2 separate regions of the Hordeum vulgare genome follow, and region 1 is linked to region 2. The links are chromatin contacts, called in public Hi-C maps. All regions are on one chromosome and are shown on one strand. The core of a region is the stretch at or near the end of the contact, and the rest is flanking DNA. Distances in the headings are between cores, read along the strand shown. Region 1 holds the start of LOC123400085. Region 2 has its middle 92 kb from the start of LOC123395933.

The links. Hi-C and Micro-C count contacts between places; a contact is called where the count stands out from the background.
Region 1: a Hi-C map of leaf shows a contact between it and region 2, with 2.7 times the contacts expected there. The contact joins the promoter of LOC123400085 here to the enhancer-like site in region 2. A contact is called at or near these places in 2 of 6 Hi-C or Micro-C datasets (leaf and an unstated tissue) and 1 of 1 datasets of contacts at active chromatin or transcription factors (embryo).

The regions. Positions count from the first base shown.
Region 1 is chr5H:367,340,439-367,344,288 of MorexV3_pseudomolecules_assembly, forward strand. LOC123400085 reads left to right here and starts at 1,882. Exons shown (of 18, transcript XM_045094489.1): 1 at 1,882-2,508; 2 at 2,963-3,190; 3 at 3,680-3,850. The coding sequence starts at 2,218.
Region 2 is chr5H:367,182,077-367,185,645 of MorexV3_pseudomolecules_assembly, forward strand. It overlaps the pseudogene LOC123397525. Among protein-coding and RNA genes, the nearest start is that of LOC123395933, 92 kb to the left of the region's middle. Within about 2 kb of position 1,300, at least 3 of the 3 cell types and tissues checked have open chromatin away from gene starts, as enhancers often do. A contact at or near this core is called in leaf, where this site is marked.

The DNA of each region.
Region 1 (3,850 bases), core at 632-3,131, 160 kb after region 2:
AACCTTGTTGTGCACTACTGAACATTTTATCAAGTGAAGTATATCGAGCATCAAGAAAAATGGTACAATGAGTGTTATACATAGCGGGGAGCACAATGACACGACAATATAGAACAAGGTAGGTGATAACTAGAGATTTATCAAGTTTGAGTTGCTTACCACGCGTAACACTAGATTACATTGTCGTTTGACGAAAATTTAGAGATATTGTTCTCTACCCCTCTTTTATATAAAAAGGCAAAGGAAGGCGAGAGTTTCCCCCAGGTAACCGCCGACGAGGCCGCGAGTTCCCTCGCTCTCCGTGTGTTGCTCCAACGTCGAGAGGAAGGTGGAACACCGGTTCGAGCCCGACTTGTACATACATATATGAATAGGTTTCTTGGGGACGCTATATTGGTGATGGTGGCAGCGTCACGTTAGAATAAAGCTTCTCTAGATTCTCAACCACTACAGTGTCCGTGGTGACGACAGATAACCCGGGATCACGCGTTATTGATGGTGTTGCGCACCCATAGAATTTGTTCGTCATTGCGTGGTCGGCAAGGCGACGAAGGTGACCGCATGCCGGTCACCTTTTCTCCTCCAATCTCAGCTCCGTTGCGATGTCGTTTGGGAGTCGACGAACGCTGCTTCTTCAATTTGTGACGTCAACGACTTTCATAGAAGGATGGTTAAATAGATCCAGGTTTGAGAACGACGATTGAGGGGCTTGCATTTCTTTTCCAACTATGTCGGTTGATGGCGAAAGGTACTGGGGTTCGAGGGGCATGGATAAGATCTTCGCCGATGAGCCACAATGATGAAGACATGGCTACCTTGATATGATCACAAATATTGCATATGCGTATTTATTTGAAGATGAATTCAATTGGGTTGAAAAGTACATGAAATCTACTTTCGAACAAAAAAAGAATCACCCAATCCGGAGTTCGGATGCAAAAGTTCTTGCTTTTGAGACATGTATGTCTATGCAGTCTGAATCTGAATATAAAACGTGATACTGTTGGATTCTACCTTCTCTTAGGCTAAAAATGACACGAGAGAACTTCTTGAACAACACCTAAATGTTTCTTTTTCCCTTATCTTCAAACGTGGATTGTACAAGTGTCCGATAGCTTAGGTATGAAACAAAAAGGGGTGAAGTACTTTTATTTTGTATAACATATAAATAAATTATTGCATAACTTTTATCAGAAATTACCTCAAATATATACGCATATGTAATATTTGCGATCATATCCAAGGCAACCATGTATACATCGCACGAGGTATTCAATCTCGCCGTTCGTGACAGGTTGCTTAATCGGTTCATAAAGCATTTGGTGCGGTGGTGCTTCCTCGTCCTTGGGTGCTACAATTTAAAACCTCGGTTTTCTCTATAGTGCTCCGACGACGGTTTCTAGAGAAGAACGATGTAACCGTGGTTTGCATGACCTTGAGGGATTATTTCATTTTTTTTTCAAGAGGCCTCTTTACAAAGATTTTGGAATCCTTCCGGTTTGTTGTGTCTTTTTGTGACTTTCTTTTCCATTATTAACTTTTTTTTTTCATTGAAAAAACCATGCTGTTTCATTCACACAGAAAAATGATTAGAGTGTAGCACTGCTTGTTGGCTAAAAAATTACCTATTTTGTATCGATGAGCTTTTGCCAGCTGCATGCAACTCTGATCCTATGGTCCCAAAAAAACTCTGATCCTACGGAATACAGCTTTTTTCAACCGAGAAAAAAAAGCACAGCCCTAATTTTTTTCTTCTAGAGAAGCTACGAAATAAACAAACAGCACAGCGTGTGGAGTGTCAATCTTGTATCCTCCGAAAACAGAAAGTGGCTCCAGATCCGACAAGCCACTGCCGATAGGCCCTACAGTAGGTTCCAACTCCATTCAACCAAAGCGGCCGCACCTCCCATCGTTTCCCCCCAAATTGCCCATCTCGCCGCCTCGTCTCCTCCAAATCTCCGCCCGCCATTCTCCCACCACACCTCCCCCTGATCCCGCCCCGACCCCGCCTCATCCTCCCCGGAGACCCCTCGCGCGCGTCGTAACATAACATTTGGCGGGGGAACCACCGGCCTCCGCAGGCCTCCACCGGATCCCTACCCCGAGATCCCCTCTTCCGATCCAGAGCCTCCCCGTATCCGCTCGAATCTCGCCCTTCTCCGCGGCTCCATGCCAAGCTCGTGAGCGAGACCAGGATTCGATCGATCCACGCACGGCATGGCTGGGTTCGGCGGCAACTGCAGGCTGGGCGCCGTGGTCTTCTTCTCCGCCTGGATCACGCTCGTGGCCCTCAACAGGCTGGTGCGCCCGGCGCCAAACGGGTGCCATATGACCTACATGTACCCGACCTACATCCCCATCCACGCCCCCAACAACGTCTCCTCCGACAGGTACGGCCTGTTCCTGTACCACGAGGGGTGGAAGGAGATCGACTTCGAGGAGCGCGTCCGCAAGCTCGATGGCGTGCCCGTGCTTTTCATTCCCGGCAACGGCGGAAGCTACAAGCAGGTGAAGGCCCCTTTCACGATTGTTTTACATGTCCTCACTTATAGACTGCAAAATTACATGATGATATGCTACTAAACTTTGAACACGAACGGTGCCTCATGACTCATGAGTCGTAAAGAGCTAAGATTAAACTTGTACTGGATTAAAAAAGCCACGTATGGCACCGATAGATTAGAAATGGAATAGAATTGCATATTCTTTATTTTTTGCACCTTGCTATCATATATTTAATTTATTCATTCGTAACCTTACTCTGGGAACAATACGTTGACCCGCATTTCAGCGGGGAAGGACATGGATGCCATTTCGGAAAGATAGTCCAACTGAATGCGTAGTACTGACTGAGAGATGCCCAATAATAACAAGTTGTCTGACTTGTAATTTTGCTTATTTTGTCGTCGCTGTACTGATGATATTGCCATTCTTTCTTCTTCTTATCATGCTATGCATCCAGGTTCGCTCATTTGCTGCAGAATCTTCTCGAGCATATCAAAACGGCCCACTTGAGCCCTCCTTTTATCGGGAACCATCTAGTGCATCTGAACTGGAAGATTCTTCCCTTCCATCACAATATGGCCGTATTCTGGATTGGTTTACTGTTGATCTTGAAGGAGAACACTCTGCAATGGATGGTCGCATACTTGAGGAGCATACTGAATATGTTGTCTATGCCATCCATAGGGTAACCAACTCTAACTTGTAAGATATGATCTTAGGCACTTAGCATAGAGTGCAATGGCCCCTTCAGTCATAAGTTATTCTCCCTGTGTTGCACAATATAGTGTATTTTGATTGGTTAAGACAACTCTTTGACCAACAGTTACTCCATTTGTATGCAATTTCTATAACATAAGATTGATGTCATTTGATTTGTATCACATAAACAACATTTTGTGAAAGTAATTGCTGGCCAAAACCTTGTCTTAACCAATCAAATACGCCCTGGAAAAAGAAACGAGGGAGTAACTGCAAAATGTAGAACTTCTATTATCAGGACAATTCCACTGTATTGAATTTTAGAATGCCCGATATGATTGTGCTCTTGTAAACAAATCCACACAGTTTCCTATTTCCATATTTTGTTCCTGTGAAGTAGAACACGCTAGTTCTTATTATTCCCCAATATGTTTCATTGAATATGTTCATAGCATATTTGTTCTGTGCTTTGTAGATCCTTGATCAATACAAAGAATCTCATTTAGCACGATCGAAGGATGGTGTTCGTTCTACTGGTAACTTGCCATCAAATGTTATGCTAGTTGGACATTCAATGGGTGGTTTTGTGGCTCGAGCAGCTCTTGTCCACCCAGGCTTAAGGAAATCAGCTGTTGAAACTATACTG
Region 2 (3,569 bases), core at 50-2,549:
CTGCCCCCAATGGGCCAGGCGTCACAAGGCACATCGCACGGCCCCCGGAGCTGCACCACAAGCCTAACAGTGGCAGGCTCCCTTCCCGCCAGCACCAGCGGATCAACCTCCAGCACCCGGTCGAAAGGAGCAAAAGCCGCAGCAATCCCTTTTGGGTTCAGGTGCTCGGTGGGGAAGCAAGTGGCCGCCACAGGGCACACATACCAAACTGCATGTCCACTCGCCCATACACATCCTCGCGGTGGAGTTCGATGCGGGGCCTTCATGCATGAAGGGCTGGTGGCCCATGGCCTCCTCGCAATCCACCACCGAGGCAAGCCGGAGGTACATGGCGCCGATCGACGACGGGATCGTCTCTAGGAGGAGGTGGCTGATGGAGCGAAGGACGGCCGCTTTGAACCATCGTCGTGTCGTTATGGAACGTGTTTGGCGGCTCAATGGTGACAACCGCCAGCCTAATAACTGTTGTGTAGTCACCCTCAGGCATGAAAACCTCAACCGAGTCTGGGCGCATGGACTCTGCATCAATGGAGTGCCCAAAGGACCTAGACGACTCCGATGTGGCAGACGAGCCCACGAGAGAGGAGAGGGCGTCGCCCGAGCCAGCGCCACCCCACCCTGTCCTACAGGGAAGCCCGCAACCTGGCCGTGGTCGGGGTTGCGTGGCACCGGCGCGACCGACTCCAGGTGGCTGGACACCGGCGAGGAAGGGATCTGGGAGGGAGGCGGCGAGGAGACAACCTCCAACGTGGAGATATCGCGGAAACGCGATTCCACCAGCACCGCGTCCATCGGCTCCACAGCAGGGGCAAGGGAGCTCGCCTCTCCCAACTCGAACCCCAAGCAGGGCTAGGCTTGCTAGGTGTTTGGAGGAGCGGGCACACACCGTCGGGTATGGAGTGGGCGAACGACGAGCGGGAGGGAGGCGGAGGAGGAGGGGCGGAGTCGGGACGGAGGTTGGCCGCGTGGAGGAGGCGGAGGCCGCGACGGGGGACGAAAGCCGGCGGAGGGAGGCCATGGCACAGCGAGGCGAGCCTGCTCTATGCCTAGAGACCCGGCAACGGCGGCAGTGAACGGGGTCGCGGACGAGATGGTGGGGGGAGAGACAGCGAAAACAACCAGCTGGGGAGAGAGGAGGGAGGAAGCGCGAGGTTTTTTTTATGCAAGGCAGGTGAAAGCAGTGCGTCCTTGTAAGAACTTTTCCCCGCGGGAGTCGGGGAAGTAAACAGAACTGGGTCCACCGCGGCGGAGCTGTCAACCTCCAGGCAATCAATGCGCAACGGACAACCGCTAGCGACGCCCACATTGTCGCTGGGAGGCACGACCAATCCCGTCGGGAGATCGGGAGTAGGATGGGCAATCGATTCGCAGGGGGGTTTCGGCGAATCATCAGCCGAAACGGTGTCCAGAGGCACGGAGAGCAAACCGAGGCTATTAACTCTGGAGGGGACAGGGCACCAAATGCCCAAAAGGCTACTGAGGCGAGCGCGGCTAGAGGCCGCAGTTACACCCGGTGGGTGGCAACGGGCAGCAATTCGCCTCGCTCGGGCCAAAGCCCTGGCTGGTGCCACGCATGCTCCGCCACGCCACACAAAGAGAGAGAGGTTAATGGCAGGCATGAGGCCACGGCCAACGGCGACGAGGAATGCAACGATCGCCGGACTAGCGACCCCGACATATAAGACGAGCTCACCGATGCGGACGACCTTGAGACACTCGTCCGGGGCACGAAAAATGTGGGAAAGGAGCCCAGCAACCCCTACGGCCGAGAAACACGCTGTCGGCAAGGGTGCGGCGACCTAGAGCACGCCAGGCTTACCCAGGTCAGGGAAGGACCCAGGATCATGGGACACGAAGGAAAGAAAGGACGCGAGCACACGCTCGCGAAAGGCCGAGCCTGGACGCGGAACAATGGCATGGAGACGAACACGGATCACGCTACCATGAGAGAACAAACAAGGGTTACCTCCACAGGGGGCCCACCGTCCACATCGACGGTGAGGGGTGGTCGATGACAGCAGGAGAGAAGAGGCAGCGGCATCGGGAGCCCCTGCCGGGTCGGGCGGCGCGACGGAGTTGCCGAACGCGTCGCGTGAGCTCTCACGCATCTCTCCTCCCATTGCGCATCCGGGCAGAGTTGTTGACGACTAATCATTATGTACATTTTAGTTATACAGAGGCTAACTATTGCTCATCATGCTTTGTATTCGTTAGATTTTTAGTCTTTTTATCCAAAAAAATACGAAACCAAAGCGTACGTGATGGCAGTCGGTGTTAACGGATGTGACTTTCGTGATCGTGTATCGGATATTCTTAAGCCAGTGACTGAAGTGAATTTTGAGTACAAGTCCGGTGACCTTCGGTGAGCTTATCTCTCCTTGCAAAATCAATTTCCATCAGACCTCACCATGAATTTTGAGTACAAGTCAAACGCACCACCATCCCAAAATTCGAAAAGGCAACGCGGAAATCACATGTCCGTCCTGCAAAACGATGCCCCGCGTGCGGCAGTCCCTCCGCCGTCCGGCCCCTCTCTCGCACCCTCCTGCAGCCCCAGCAATGGCGCGGAAGAACAAAGGGAAGAAGACCAGAACCAAAAAAGCCCCACCTTCATCCACCCCGGTTCCTCCCCCGCCGCCGGTGGAGCCACAGGCTAAGGCGCCGGACCCGGACGTCTCCATCAACGTGCTCGCCGAGTTCGACATCTTCAGCATTCTCCGCCGTCTCTGCCTCGCCGACCTCCTCCGTGCCGCCCTCGCCTGCCACCGCAGGCGCCGCCTGGCCGCCCGCTGCCTCCCTCGCGCCCCTCCTCTACTCGGCCACTTCTTCCATCCAACCCAAGTCTCTCCCCCGTACCCCATGGAGGAAACCAAGTCTCCCGACACCCCCGCCGTGTTCGCTCCCCTCGACGCCTCCTCCCCGCGCCTCTCCCTCGACTTCGCTCAGGACGCCTTCCGCTTCTACCTCTACGACTCGCACCAAGGCCTCGTGCTTTTCGAGCCGACCCCCACTTTTGCTTCGGTACAACCCTCCGCCATAAAACGTAAAGTAGAATGTATATCCACCTCGTATTATATACTATAGGCCGTTGTAAGTATATCCACCTCATATAGTATACGTATAACGGTCTATAATGTAGAGGTGGGTATACATTCTACTTTATACGTTTTGTACGGGAGGGGTTTTACCGAAGCACACCTGTCCGACACCCTTCCCAAGCAGCTCATCCCCCGCTTCCTCGTCCTCGACCCGGCCACCCGCCGCCGCGCGGTCCTCCCGCCCCCGCGCCGCGATACGGTGCCCGATGACCGCCGCTGGCGCAGCTCAAGGTACTACGTCGGCTCCGCGCTGCTCTCCGCGCTCACCCGGGCAAGCTCTGCTTCGAGGTTGTCTGCTTCGCCATCGACGACGTGCGCCCTCGCGCCTGGGTCGCGTCCGTCGACAACGGCGACTGCAGCTGGCGCGCGCTCCCGCGAGACGAGGATGTCGTGGTCGATTTCGATCCCTGGTGGTTCGAAGGACGCTGCGTGCACGCCGCCGGCAAGATATACTGGCACATCTGCAACTCT